2 separate regions of the Mus musculus genome follow, and region 2 is linked to region 1. Evidence: chromatin contacts called from public HiChIP or PLAC-seq data. All regions are on one chromosome and are shown on one strand. Each heading gives the region's core, a stretch centred on a gene start, on an enhancer-like site or on the middle of the called end of the contact. The rest is flanking DNA. Distances are from core to core; before and after follow the strand shown.

What was found. HiChIP or PLAC-seq counts read pairs in DNA pulled down with a chosen protein or histone mark.
Region 2: a contact with region 1 is called in an H3K4me3 HiChIP or PLAC-seq map of embryonic stem cells, with 31 read pairs. The contact joins the promoter of 1700039E22Rik here to the enhancer-like site in region 1. A contact is called at or near these places in 3 of 39 promoter capture datasets (embryonic stem cells, hippocampal neurons and liver), 1 of 484 Hi-C or Micro-C datasets (stem cell-derived neural progenitor cells) and 5 of 115 datasets of contacts at active chromatin or transcription factors (craniofacial prominence, embryonic stem cells, forebrain and 1 more).

What each region holds. Positions count from the first base shown.
Region 1 is chr19:44,721,995-44,728,784 of GRCm38.p6, reverse strand. No RefSeq gene overlaps it. Among named protein-coding and RNA genes, the nearest start is that of Gm35610, 15 kb to the left of the region's middle. Within about 2 kb of position 2,529, at least 87 of the 459 cell types and tissues checked have an H3K27ac peak or open chromatin away from gene starts, as enhancers often do. A contact at or near this core is called in embryonic stem cells, forebrain and stem cell-derived neural progenitor cells, where this site is marked.
Region 2 is chr19:44,833,337-44,840,126 of GRCm38.p6, reverse strand. It overlaps 1700039E22Rik (RIKEN cDNA 1700039E22 gene), which reads left to right and starts at 4,189. Exons shown (of 3, transcript NR_045315.1): 1 at 4,189-4,636. It overlaps Pax2 (paired box 2), which reads right to left. Exons shown (of 10, transcript NM_001368747.1): 9 at 4,650-4,736; 10 at 1,858-4,157. The coding sequence ends at 4,036.

The DNA of each region.
Region 1 (6,790 bases), core at 1,280-3,779:
ATGATGATGATGATGATGTCACCCTGGCTGGCCTGGAACTGTATATGTAGATCAGGCTGGCCTCACACTCACAAAAATCTATCTGCCTCTGCCTTCCAAGTGCTGTATAATCCAGGATAATTGATTCATCTCAGGATTCTTAACTTTAATTCTACCTTTTAATTTTATGTGTATGAGTGTTGCCTGTGTATATATCTGCACCACATCTGGGCCTAGTGCCCAAAGAGACCAGAAGAGGGCATTGGATTCTCTAGAATTAGAGTTATAGGCAGTTGGGAGCCATCCTGTGGGTTCTGGGAACCAGATCTAGGTCCTCTGCAAGAGAAGCTAATCTGAGTTGTCTTTCCTGCTCCTAATCCCTAGATCTTTTTATTTGTTAAGAATACTGGCTGCAGGCTGGAGAGATGGCTCAGTGATTAAGAGCACTGACTGCTCTTCTGAAGGTCCTGAGTTCAAATCCCAGCAACCACATGGTGGCTCATAGCCATCCATAATGAGATCTGATGCCCTCCTCTGGTGTGTCTGAAGACAGCTACAGTGTACTTACATATAATAATAATAATAATAAAAAAAGAATACTGGCTGCTTTTCAAGAGGTCCTGAGTTCAATTCCCAGCAAGCCCTAAATCCTTTTGTTTGTTTGTTTGTTTGTTTGTTTGTTTTTGAGACAGGGTTTCTCTCTGTAGTCCTGGCTGTCCTGAAATTCACTTTATAGACCAGGCTGACCTTGAACTCAGAGATCCACTTGCAACTGCCTCCCAAGTGCTGGGATTAAAGGTGTGTAGCCACCATGCCCAGCTAACCCCTAGATTCTTAATCACACTTCTCTGTTTTGAACATTTTTAGGGCACCAGCTATTCTTACTCCCACCATAGCGAGTATTAACTCATGTGACCAGAACGACAACTCTGTGAAATAAGTGTTGTCGCCATACTGTGAACAGTGACCCTAAGACACCTAGAGCCTGTGAACCCAAGGTCATATAGAGACTTAGCACACAGGAAAGTACATGTAGTTCAAGATATGTCCCCTGAGTCTGTGCTTTGGATCATCACATTTGGAGGGGTTGATAGACACCAATGTTCTGTTTCTGCAGGTGCACACTTTATCAGCTCACACGTCTATGGGTTTCACACACACACACACACACACACACACACACACCTTTCATGCATGTACATTCATGTGCTCAAATACCAGTGCACCATAGATATAGACTCCTATACAAAGTATCTGGGCACTTGCATCCACAGTCAGCCCCATACACGCACATCACACTCAGGTGCACACACTCTGAACACAGGCATTGTACACTCGTGTATCATACCTCAAGTACTGTCTACGCATGCCTATTATGCAAACACAGCAAACATACTTTTGGTAGTATTTGAACATACCGCCTATTAAAAGCCACATAATGCCATCTGATGTCTGTACCCTGCACACGAAACCGTGCCACATATAAACATATTTTCTTGGAAAACTATACCATGCCTGCCCAAAATACACACATTGTACATGAACACACAGAACAGACATGTACTCCATAAATACCTATGCTCCTATGTTGTCTAAACTTACATCTCACTCACACATACTGTGCATACACATATCTGTTCCTCACAGTCACTTATTTCACATACATATGAACACACAGTGTACATGCCAAATCACCTTGGCCTGAATACCCTGTTTACATGCACATATCATGTAGTTGTTCTCCATGTGCACTTTGAGTACATACACAGTCATGCACACACACAAACACATCACTGAATCACACATTAAATCCTTTCAAAATACATTTTATGCATACTTCCAGCAGTTAAAGAGAAGTATGCACCCTATGCAGGAATTCTAAATCCAACCTGAACTCTCTTCTTCACTGAGTACATCACATAAGAAAAAACCTCACAAACGTGCAAACTCATTCGACGTTTGAAGGTGCTTTTCTGCCAGCGTTTTCCACCTAGGAGAGTTCTGGTTATGCCCATTTTCATGGGAAGGAGGCTGAGGTAGGAGAGAGGCGGGGCTAGCCCAGGCCGCCCCGCCCCCACCCCGCCCTCAGCCGAGGTGTGATCAGCCCCCGGCACCGTATCCCTCATCCCCAATAGAAAAGTAGTTCCAATACCATGTTTGTTAACTAGGTTATCTAGGCTGTGGAAGATTTTAATGTTGAATTTTATAGCTTTACCACGCTCTGCCGTCCTTGTGAATATTGTAATATTGCATTTTTTACAAGTTACTCTTCTGTTAATGTTCCAGCTAGTAACTTTTATAATCCTCCTCAATGAAATTTTTTTGTATTCTTCCGCACCGTTAACCCCAATGGCGGCGCCTCGGCCCCTGGCAGGAGGCAGATACGAGATGAATTCCTCTTTAATCAGAAATAATAATAATAAAAACACACACGCGGCTACGCTGCCTCTCGCCCCGGCTTCCCTCGCGCCGCCGCCGCCTCTCAGGGCCGCCTGTGGACCCCGCGGCCCAGGCTCGGGGCGGCCTGCGACAGACGGCGGCGGCTGGGGCAGCGCGGGCTCGCAGCCACCGCGGCCGGCCAGGGCGCCTCCGGGGTCCCGGCTCTCCTCTAGCCCGAGCCGAGCCTCCGGCACCCCGCTCTCCCGGCATCCTCTATCTGCCGATGCCCCTCTGCGTGGGCCTCTCTGCGGCAGCCCGGGCCAAGCAATGGTTTCTCTCTGCTTCCGTCTATGGCTGCCTTCTGCTCTCCAGCTCCTTTCTTTTAGCTGCCCGCCCCTCCCAGTGTTTTGTTTGTTTGTTTTGAAATCCTAGATCTCATTTCCCACCCTCACTCCCCGGCTTTATCTGCTTTCCCTCATTATTGCTTTCTGCCCACGCCTACCCCCAAAATTCAAATTCGGTGTGGAGATTGGGAAGTTCCTGGGAAAGGATGATCCCTGGTTTGGGACGTGAAACCGTGGACCAGTTTGGGAACAGGGCTTGCATACATTTGAAACCCCTACCTTGGGAACCATAGGAGAAAGTGCCTGTGGGCATGCCAAGGGGAAGAAGCCTTAGGCGTGGACATGGGAGAGGTGTCCATGAGTTCAGGGTGAAAGGTCAAAGAGACCTAGGGAGAGCAGATGGCCAGTGGGACGCTGGTGTACTATCAGACCTGTCTCTCTCTCTCTCTCTCTCTCTCTCTCTCTCTCTCTCTCTCTCCCTTATTAGATTTGTTAATATATATATATTTATGCATATATGTGTACTACATGACTACCTGGTACCTGAGGTCAGAAGAGAGCACTGGGTCCCTTTGAAACTGGAGTTATGGATGGTGGTGAATCACCATGTCCAATGCTGAGAATTGAACCCAGGTCCTCCGCAAAAGCAGAAACTGGTCTTAGGCGCTGGGCCACCTCTCCAAGCCCTCCTCAGATGCATTCTCTCTCGTTCTGAGTTCTTGTCTAATGGGAAGGATCCACCAAAGAGGTAGGAAAAAAGCTGAAGGCTTGCAGACAAGCTGCAGTTAAGCTGCAGTCTTGGTGGAGGGAGGTTACCTACGGATGCTTTTGTTCTGAGGTGAATGAACTGACTTCTTTGGTAATGGCCCAAGAAAGCATGACCCAAGACTTACAGGAGTTTTGGTGTGTGTGTGTGTGTGTGTGTGTGTTTTTAACAAACATTTATTAAGTATCTACTATGTGCTAGGCCCTATTCTAGACCCTGCGAAGACAATGATAGACCTCTCGGAGTTTGCAAGACTAGTCGATGCGACAAATACATAAAAATTATACAAACATATCTCTAGAAACTAGGATCACTGCCAGGGATCCCTGGGCTGCATCATTTATTCCTTGGACCTGATTGCAGCTTCAGAGTAATAGTCCTGGTTTTCCTGTCACCGTGACCTATGCATAACACACACACACACACACACACACACACACACACACACACACACACACACACCTCCATTATAGAGAGTGGAGCCCCCTCCCAAGTGAGGTTTGAATCAGCTGCTCTTCAAGACTCCCTTCCCAGATCTGACCACAACAACATTCTCCTCCTTCATCATGCAGAAGGGATGGTGGTCCCACGCGTGAGAACAGAGGTGCCCAACATCTGGAAAGCAGAGTCTCAGCTCAGCCGAACATCTGGAGCGCTAATAGCAGGAGCTGCCAGTGGGCCCGGTATGCTGGGTTCTGGAAGGGTGTGGAAAGTGAAAAGACTTCCCTGTCAGGACACTCAACGTCCTTGGCTTCATGACCCTCAACCAAGAAAACCCGGCTTGCGAGATATAAATGGTATCCGGCCCTTTATGCAGCCCATGCCTGTGCCACCAGTGTAGCCCCAGGAACAGAATCCCCAGTTCTTGTAGGAAAGGGTTAAAAGGCCCCGCTTCCCGGCTCTTCCTTTATTAACCAGCCTGCAGAGTGCAGGTTGGGGGGGGGGGGTATTGTTAAGTGGGGTTGGGGAGGAAGGAAGGAGAGGAGGGGGGAAGGTTAGAGGCGCCCGCGCTCCGCGCCTGTGCAGAGCACGGAAGCTGCGAACGCCCGCGACAGTAAAACATCTGTAATGTGCCATTCGCCGCTGCTCGCTGATTGCTCATGGATTAAAGATTAAAATCTCGGCTTTGGCAGATGGAGAGAGAGAGGAAACTCTTACGAGCACGTTTTGCATCTGCATTTCATTCTGCTCTGTTCCCTGCGCCACGCCTGGTGGCGCCCGCCCTACCCCGCCCACCCAGCTCCCGGCTCCCCCAGCACGACTTGGCTGGCCAACAACCCCTCGGGCGGCCAGCCCTCACCCTGTCCTTCCTGGCGATCTGGGCGTGTGACTCTCCTCATTTTCATCTAAGGTTTCCACCTCTGGTCAGGGTGATCCCTTCCCTGCCCTGGCTCAAGCTCTTCACAGGTCAAGGTGAACCTACACAGAAAAAGGATACGGTCCACCGTGCTAGCTGGGGCAGCAGCCCTGTGGTAGTACTAAACGATCTACCCTAACGGGCATCATCCTGCCGTGGTCCTTCTGTGTTTGAAGGGAAGTAATTGTGGCCTAGCCAGGTGGGCTCACCCGGGCAGCTGGACTGCCCCTGTGTTTTTCAAACTGAGGTGCTGTGGAGGCAGGGAGGGACTCAGGGGAGGGATGAAGACAGAAAACGGGTCAGGGATCCTTCCCACTTTTAGATAATCCTTGTAAATTAGCCTGGTCCTAGCTCACTAAGGAGTGTGCTCAGGCTCCTGGGGAAGATCCCCTTCTCTTCCATTTCCTCCTCTCTCCAGGATGTGTTCTTAACATCAAACTTGGTTGAGGAAGAAAACCCAGGCCAGGACAGGATTAGAGACAAAGGACTTTCAGAAAGACCAAAAAGGGACAAAAAGCTGCAGAGCAGTTGTGGCAGATGCGAGCACCTGCTGGGGGTCGAGAAGGCGAGGGAGAGGGTCAGGAGGGGGCCTGCCAGGTTTTCAGGCTCCCGGTGGAAGGAGAAGGGTGGTCCAGGGTATGCAGAAGAAAAGCTGAAGAAGGATGAACGAGAGGAGGGTCGCTATGGCAGATGTAATTAATTACAGCATATTAAAATGTTTGTTTACAGAGATGAACAGCGGCCGAGGTCTGATGGTAATTAATTCACTACATTTCCCAGTACTCTTTGAGTTTGAACCCCTGGAGAGTGGGGAGGCTTGGGTCAACTGAGCTGGGTAAGGTGCTCCCACCTGTCTCTCTCTAGGGTTTAGAGCCCAGCATGGAGAGGGTGGTGGGTAACCTCAGACTTTGCCTACTCTAGCCCCAACCTACCTCATACACTTAGGGGATTCCAGGCAGGACTATGGTCTGGGCTACCTAGAAAAGTGTTCAAGGCCAAAGGAATATTGGGGGGAGGGGAATGATCTTGAGTAGAAATGGCAGAGTAGACAAACCAGAACAAGGCATTAGAGCTGAAGAAAAGGCCCAGGAAGAGAAGGTAAATTCAGGGTTAATCCTGGAGAGTTGACCAGTGGCCAGCAGTAGGATGAATTCGGGAACAGTAGGATGGGTTGGCATGGTTACCAGAAAGTGGTCCCCCATCTCCACTGCACTGCTCTGGTGCATGATGCACTGTCCCACAGCAGAAGCAAGAGCATCCTCAACCTTGGTGTCCAACAGTCTGAAAAGCTTTGTGAATTTAGAGAAAGAGCAGAGTCTTTCTATGCCGACCACCTCCTCCTCCTCCTCCTCCTCCTCCTCCTCCTCCTCCTCCTCCTCCTCCTTCTTCTTCTTCTCCTTCTCCTTCTCTTTCTTCCTCTTCCTCTTCTTCCTCCTCTTCCTCTTCCTCTTCTTCCTCTTTCTCCTCCTTCTCTTTCTCTTCCTCCTCCTCCTCCTCCTCGTCCTCGTCCTCGTCCTCGTCCTCCTCCTCGTCCTCCTCCTCCTCCTCCTCCTCCTCCTCCTCCTCCTCCTCTTCTTCTTCTTCTTCTTCTTCTTCTTCTTCTTCTTCTTCTTCTTCTTCTTCTTCTTCTTCTTCTTGTTTTATACTTTTTAGAAAGGAGTTTATCAGAGCCTGGAGAGATGGCTTCACAATGAAGAGCACTTGTTGCTCTTACAGAGGACCCAGGCTGGGTTTCCAGCACCCACATAGCTGCCCAGGAGTATCTGTAACCCTAGATCCAGGGGATCAGACATCCCCCTCCTCCTCCTCCTCCTCTGGATTTCTTGAGCATCAGGCATGCAAATGGCATACAGACACACATGAAGGCAAAGCAGTCAGAGGCCTAAGATGAAAATAAATAGATCTTTTAAAAAGTAATTTATTAAAGAATCATAGTTGAGAACTGTGTCTTTGGTAAAGACAGGT
Region 2 (6,790 bases), core at 2,940-5,439, 110 kb before region 1:
ACAGTGTGACCTCCCATGTCTATCAGTGGGAGGGAGACCAGAAGTAAATAAGACAACAGACGCAGAGGGTGTTCATGAAAGGTCTCTGGCTTTCAGTTTGATGTTGCTTAGGCAAAAGCAGGTATCTAAGGCCAGGTGCCTGTGTGTCTGGCTAGGGCAGCATCCTGATAAACCCACTGAGCCTTGGTCCAATACTGCTGTGTCCTGTCAGCTTCCAGGAATCCTCTCAGTGATCAGCAGGAGTTCAGTGCTGGGTGTTTGGAAGCTCTGAATAGGCGCTCTGATGTAGAGTGCATGTCTTCTAAAGGGCTCAAAATGTCTTGCCTTTTCATTCATAATGCACTTAGTACCTTTATGGGAAGCGTAAATACATACAGATGCTTAGATTGGAGTGAACGTCCAGAATTGTTTTACAGATGTTTTAGTACAGCCAGAGTTTGAAGGGGCTGTTTTTGTTGTTGTTGCTCTTTTTGGGAGACTGAAGGCTAAGGCTGGGTGAGGTAGGACTGCTAGTTCTTGAGAAGGAGAATGGGGACACAGGTGAGGAGAGGAGAGAAGAGGTTGGTGGTTTGCCGTGTATTCCCCTGGTGGCATGATATGGATAAGCCTGGGTGACAGAATATGAGGATGGAAAAACTGCTCCGGTGCAAGGTATGCTGGGGAGGAGGAGGTATCTGAAGGGCACTGCCCCAGCCAGGGTAGGGATGTGTGTGTGTGTGTGTGTGTGTGTGTGTGTGTGTGTCTTTAGTCTCCTTCCAGATCCTGCTTGCAGCTCTACAGCAGATACTGAAAAGTCTTTCAAATGGGCAGTGATGAAGAAGTAAGATTAGCTACAGAAACTTCCTAGAGTTGAGCAGGAAGCCTCTCAGGGTGGAGGGCAGGTGAAAGCTGCACCATCAAGGCTGTGTTGGCAAGGAGGAGAGAGCCAGAGCTGACAGGATGCCAAAGAGATGGACAGGGGGCCATTTCTAAGTCTCTCCAATAGAGTACAACAATCATGGACAATCAGGAAATCATTTTTTTTTTCCTAAGCATGAACAGAGACAAGGACAGACCTAGGTCCTCCACTCTCACCTGAGCTCAAATACCAGGTATTTACAAAGATCAACAACTGGCTTTCTTCTTCGCTGCCAGAACCCCTCTAGGACACATAAGCTCACACAGAAGAACAAAACTCCATTTATATGCAGGAATCGGCTGACCCACCCACTAGCACTCCTCCTCTGCCAGGGGCACCTAAACTGCTTTTCTTCTCTGAGTACACCCAGACCTTCCACCCTCACTACTCTCAGCAGCTGATGGAGAGGTCACCAGGCGACATCCTGGTGGTCCACAAGGCCCCATGAGCCGGCTCTTAGGGTCTAGAAATAAATGCTGAAAAAGAACCTCTATGGTCTCTTAGGGCACACAGGACGCAGTTATGAATGTGCCAGTGAGCAGCTGAATCCACGTTGGGAGCCAAGAGAAGACAGGACCGCAGGCAACCACCACTCATGGAGAGAGGGCCCCAGACTTTGCTCATTCGGGGAACCTGCCCCTCTAAGTGTGGTCACAGGACACTAGCAGCAAGGCAAGGCTGACTTGGTAAAGAAGGGCAGTGTCAAAGTTACTCTGAAGTTCCAGAAAGCCAAAACTTTTTGGCCCAAGGCCTGGGTGGGTGGGGGAGGGGAAGGTAGCGCTGAGGGACAGCCTTCTCCGGACTGTTGTCAGAGTTCAGCTTCAGTCCAGGGGAGCTTAGGTCAAGAATTTAGAGGAGGTCGCAGTGGAAACGGAGCTGGATCCTTGACTTATCGAGGGTTTACCAGTGCGAGGACAGACCTATTCCAGAGGCAGGGAGAGACAAACCTGGAGCCATGGGGAGTGACATACAAAATTTTATTATTATTTTTATTATTATTTATCATGTGCACAAAAAAAGAAAGAAAAGAGAAAGAAAGAAAAAAGAAAGAAGGAAAGAGAGAAAGAAAGGAAAAATAATCAAAACGAACCGACACGTTGAAAGTGGCGGAGGAGCCGGGACTTGTGGAAGGCTAAGCCTTCTCCTGGATTCCGCACTCCTGGAGCGCGGCCAGCTCCACACAAGACTGGGTCAGGCTGGGCCTCGAAGCTGGGACCTCGTTGCCCTCGCCATCCAGCTCCAGCCACTGGAGCACGGTCGGGCGCCGGCAGTTCCCTTAGATTGTTCACTTTTCTCGCTTTCCTTTTCAAATAAAATGGCTCGAAGGAAAGCGCACTCTGGGCTAGGACTCCAAGCCTTTTCGGATTTGTTCAAGGATTTTTATTTATTTATTTATTTACTTATTTTTTTTTCACTTTTATTTACTTTGTTTCTGTTATTTCGGGTCGTCACGATCCACGGTTGAGGAGACATGCAGGGAGCATCGCCGCTACCGAGAGAGCAACTACAGGGTGGGGTGGGGCAGGGTGGCCTGGTCGGGCACGTGGGGCATGGCCACAAGGGGCCAAGCCCCGAGGTTGGTTCTGCCATCTTAGATGTAGCCTTGGAGGCCTGGGGCAGAACGGACCGAGACAGAGACAAGTGAAGAAGAGAAAGAGACACAGAGGGGTCGAGAGTAGCAGAGAAAAGGGAGATGAAGTGGGAGAGATGCAGGGCGATGAACACGGAATTACAGAGAAACAGTCAACAAAACAGGCGAGAGGTGTCCACGGGACCATGTTCGTCATTTTGCATAGAGATTTCTTTCATAATTTTTTTTTGTAACGTAAAAAAATGCCCCCCTCCCCCAGGACGTGCTGTGCTTTAGTGGGCATGTAGCTGTGTCCCCCCTCCCTCCCCCCAGCGAGCGGCGACTCTCACAGCACGGACAGAAGGGTGTATCTACAGGCAGGGGGGCGGGGGGGGGGCGGGAGGACAGGGACTCTATGGTACCCGGAGGGGCGGGGCAGAGAGGGAGGGGCTATGTACAGAGAGAGGTTCGCCTCGACAGCACACACCGTCTTTCTATAAAGCAGCCTGTTGGGTTTTTGTTTGTTCATTTTTGCAAAGACCATCATCATATTAAATAAGTGTAGACTTTTTTTTTTTTTTGAGGCTCTGTTCAGCTCCTGCCCAAGGGAAGGCTGGGGAGGGGGTGCTTGGGGGGAATGGGGCGGGGAGACCCGGATTTTCATCTGGGGCGGCTCGGTCGTCAGTTCCTTCCAGGCTTTTTGCGCCCGCAGGTTGGGAGTTTGGGATGGGAGGGTGGGGGTGGGCAGCGCATTACTGATGGGAAAAGATCAATGCTCGCAGCCGCAGCCTGAGGACACGGTTCCCGCGGTGGCCCCGACGTGGCTGCGTGCTTGGGACCAAACACAAGGTGTCGTGGGATGAGCCGAGGAAGCACAGGAGGGAAAAGTGAGAGGCCAGCAGGTGGAAGAGGCGCTGACGTAAGGGCAAGGCGGGGCCGAGAGGAGAGTCACTGCAGAAGGAGATCGCAGGCCCAAGGGAACTAGGCAGTTCAGGTGGATGAGCTCAGTTGGCGTCTGCTCGCCTTGGGTACCAGCCTTGGAAAACGCTGTCGCCCCAAACGCTGTCCCTCGAGTCCGACCCTTGCGTCCCAGTGCCACCGTCTGGGGCGGGGCGCAGACAGAAGGCGGGGTCAGCTTGGCAGGCACAGGGGGGATGGGGCAGGATTTCCCCCCTAGGGTCTCCCCGGCGGCTCCTCCTTCAGCACAAAGTCCTTTCCTTAGCTTCCCTTGCTCAGCTTCTCCAGCGAAGCCTCCCGACTCCCGGGCGTCCGAAGTGGGCTGCCCCTGGGTGGGCCACGCTGATTGTGTGTCACAGAAACGGCGCGCGGGCCAGAGGCGGGCGGGCTTCCGGACGGCGCCGCGGTCCAGGCAGGCGGGGAGGGGCGACGGGCGGGGCTGGGGCCTGAGGGTCCCACCCGCGGCTCCACCTGTCCTGTCTGGCCATCGACAGGGTGATGAGAAGGGCTGCGGGGCTTGGGGGAGGATGTCTCGAGGTGGGGGTGGGACAGGGACGGTGGCCGAGAGGCAGCGCGTCGCTTCGGTCCTCCCTCCCTCTGGGGTGGGCGGTCAGACGGGGACGATGTGGAGGCCGAAGCTGTCTGCCTGAAGCTTGATGTGGTCCCCGCGGTAACTAGTGGCGGTCATAGGCAGCGGCAGCAGCGGCAGGGGCGGAGCCCCGGGGGGCGGCACTATAATAATAAGGGGAACCTGGAAGTTAACACAGGAGAAGAATGGGCTGGGTGAGAGGACAAACAGGAGAACAAAAAAGGAAAGAAAAGCAAAGAAAAGCCCTCCCCGGGTCCAGCGGGATCAGGCCTGGAGGACTGTGGCTCGGCCCCGAGGCCAGATGCCCAGGAGTAGTGCTGCATCCACAGGGCGGGAGAGGGACAGGACAGGTGACACCCGGCTGCGGATCCCCCAAGGGGTCCGACGGCCACTGTTGGCTAAGAGCCCTCCAGTGATCAAGAGGTAGGGGAGGGAAGAGGCTGGAGGCGCAGGCGTCCTGGTGGTATCCCCAGGACCCGGCGCTGCTCTAATGGGCCTGTCTCCCTGGCCCATCCGGGTACCCAGAATTGGGGTGGTCCTGAGTGGGATCCGTATCCCGAAGCAGCCTGCGCGCCCGAGCTGGCGAGCGGGTAGGCGACCTTGGGAGCCGCCGGCCTGCCAGGTGGCGTACTCACTTAGTAAGGCGGGGTTGCTGAATCTCCAAGCCTCATTGTAGGCGGTGTACTGGGGATGGCTGTATGGGTTGCCTGAGAACTCGCTCCCTGTGGGAGGGCGGGGAACTGGAATTAGAGGCGTTCAACGTGTCCAGTTGGCCTCTTCTGTCCTGTCCTCACTAGTCCCAGTCTTGGGTGTTTCAAGCAGGGATAGGGCCCCTGGGAGCAGGCCAGAGGCCAGGTAATCCACACACTCCGAGCTCTGCATGGGGACAGCCACCATAGACAAGTAGCAGCCAGATCCCTGCACACCTAGGCATGGAGGGAATCTGTGGGCGGGTTTGTGCCTGGGCTCTCCTGCAAGAGATCGCTGCCCAGGAAGGGTTTGGTCTTGGTCTGGCTGCTCCCACTTAAGTAAATTGGGAGCTGAGAGCTTTTACAGTGGACACTGGCTTTAGGGATTCTACAGCATGAGAGAGGGGGAAGGTGGAGCAGGAAGGCCCCTGGGACACTTTGTCCCAGAAAGCCCTAAGAATGGCATCTCAGAGCTGTGCCAAAGCTAGGCAGGTGGTAGTGGTGGTGCCCTCCTGGGAAATAACCCCTCCCACTTTTCCCTCCTGAGGTTCAGTACAAGGGCCACGTAACTGGGGAAGTGAACTGCGGGAATCCACTGGACTGCTCGCAGGCTCAGGAGCAGTGAGCAGTGGAGGGCACAGTGGGTTGGGAGCCTTCGGGAGCTACCTCCCTCCCTCCAGGAGGAGAAAGGCCAGGCCTATGGGTTTCCCCCCTGGCCCTTTCTCCTGTGTGATGACCCCAGACTGTTTACAGTGATCCCTAACCGCGGGTTAAGTAGAGGAGAAGGGGCCCCACTCCAAGAAGGAGCTGGGTGGGGGTGGGGGATGCAGCCACTGGAAAGCCTGTTTATTGACGAGGAGGGAAAGCATGCGTGCAGCAGGATAATGAGCTTCTGAGCTCAACTGTGACCAAGAGGAACTGAGCTATCTCCTTCCCCATCGCTAATGAAACAAGTGTAATTTCCTCATCAGCACTAGATTCTGTTTAACGACTCCCCCCTTGCCACCATGAGCTCTCTGCGGCTCCCCTCATCCCTACCTCCCTGTAGACTCCCCACCCCCCACCTCCCCACTCTTTCCTCACCACCACCACCCCACCTCCCTAAGACCTCCTCCAGCCTCCACCTGCTCACTGCTGGGATCTTCTTCCAGAGCCATCCCTTGCTCCCCCACCAACAGCTTCTACTTGCCTTCTCCCAAGTGTGAGCCCCAATCCCTTCATCCGCACCTCCAACTTCTCTCAGTCAGCCCTATTCTCTTAACAGGCTGTAACGGGCTCCCCAGTTTCTCAACCCTTACTCAGGGCCGTGCCTTGATGAATAAGGCCAATCCAGCTTTCTGTCCTCTCTTTCTCCCTCTACCAGTGAGGGTTGAACTTGAGGAGTGGGGCATACAAAAGGGCTCCAGAGACAGTGGACTACAGGCTGGGAGAGTCTTAGCCACCTTAAGGTGAGAGATTTTGGTGTTTCAACACCAAACTTCAACTCTCTTTGACTTTAAGCCACTCTCATTTGGGGTGAAGGTTAGAGAGGACAGCCACCAGGCTGCTTCCTGAACCCCAAACCCAAGTCCAGTGCCTCTCAGCAAAAGGGTACACTAGAGATTCAGAGGAGCACAGAGGACCTGGGTCCTCTGAAGACATGTGGAGTTGTTGTAGCTAATTTTTCTCTGAAGCTAACATCTCTCTGGTTCCCTCCTGTCCACTTTGAGACTAGCTTCCTTCTCTCTAGATTGGGATTGGTTCTCCACAGTGGTCTCCTCCCCTGGCTTGGTGTAGACCAGCATGGCTTTGTCTGAATGACTGCCATGCCCCTGAAAATGGTCCTTGGTTCCAAGTTTCCATGGAAACCAGGGCAGGCTCTTCCAGGCAGTGTCAGCTAGCTGAGTTAGGCATAGACTTGGACGGATGGGTGCTGAGGAAGGGCTATAACCTAAAGCTGTGTTGACAAGGGAACATTTCTGTATGCTTCCTCCTTGCATTGCTTCTAAAGAGTCAGCTATGGCCATAGAAGGACAATGGTTTGCAGAACAATGGCTTGTTGGTTCTCCCCCCCCCCCCAACCCCCGACTCCCAGCCACAGATTACAG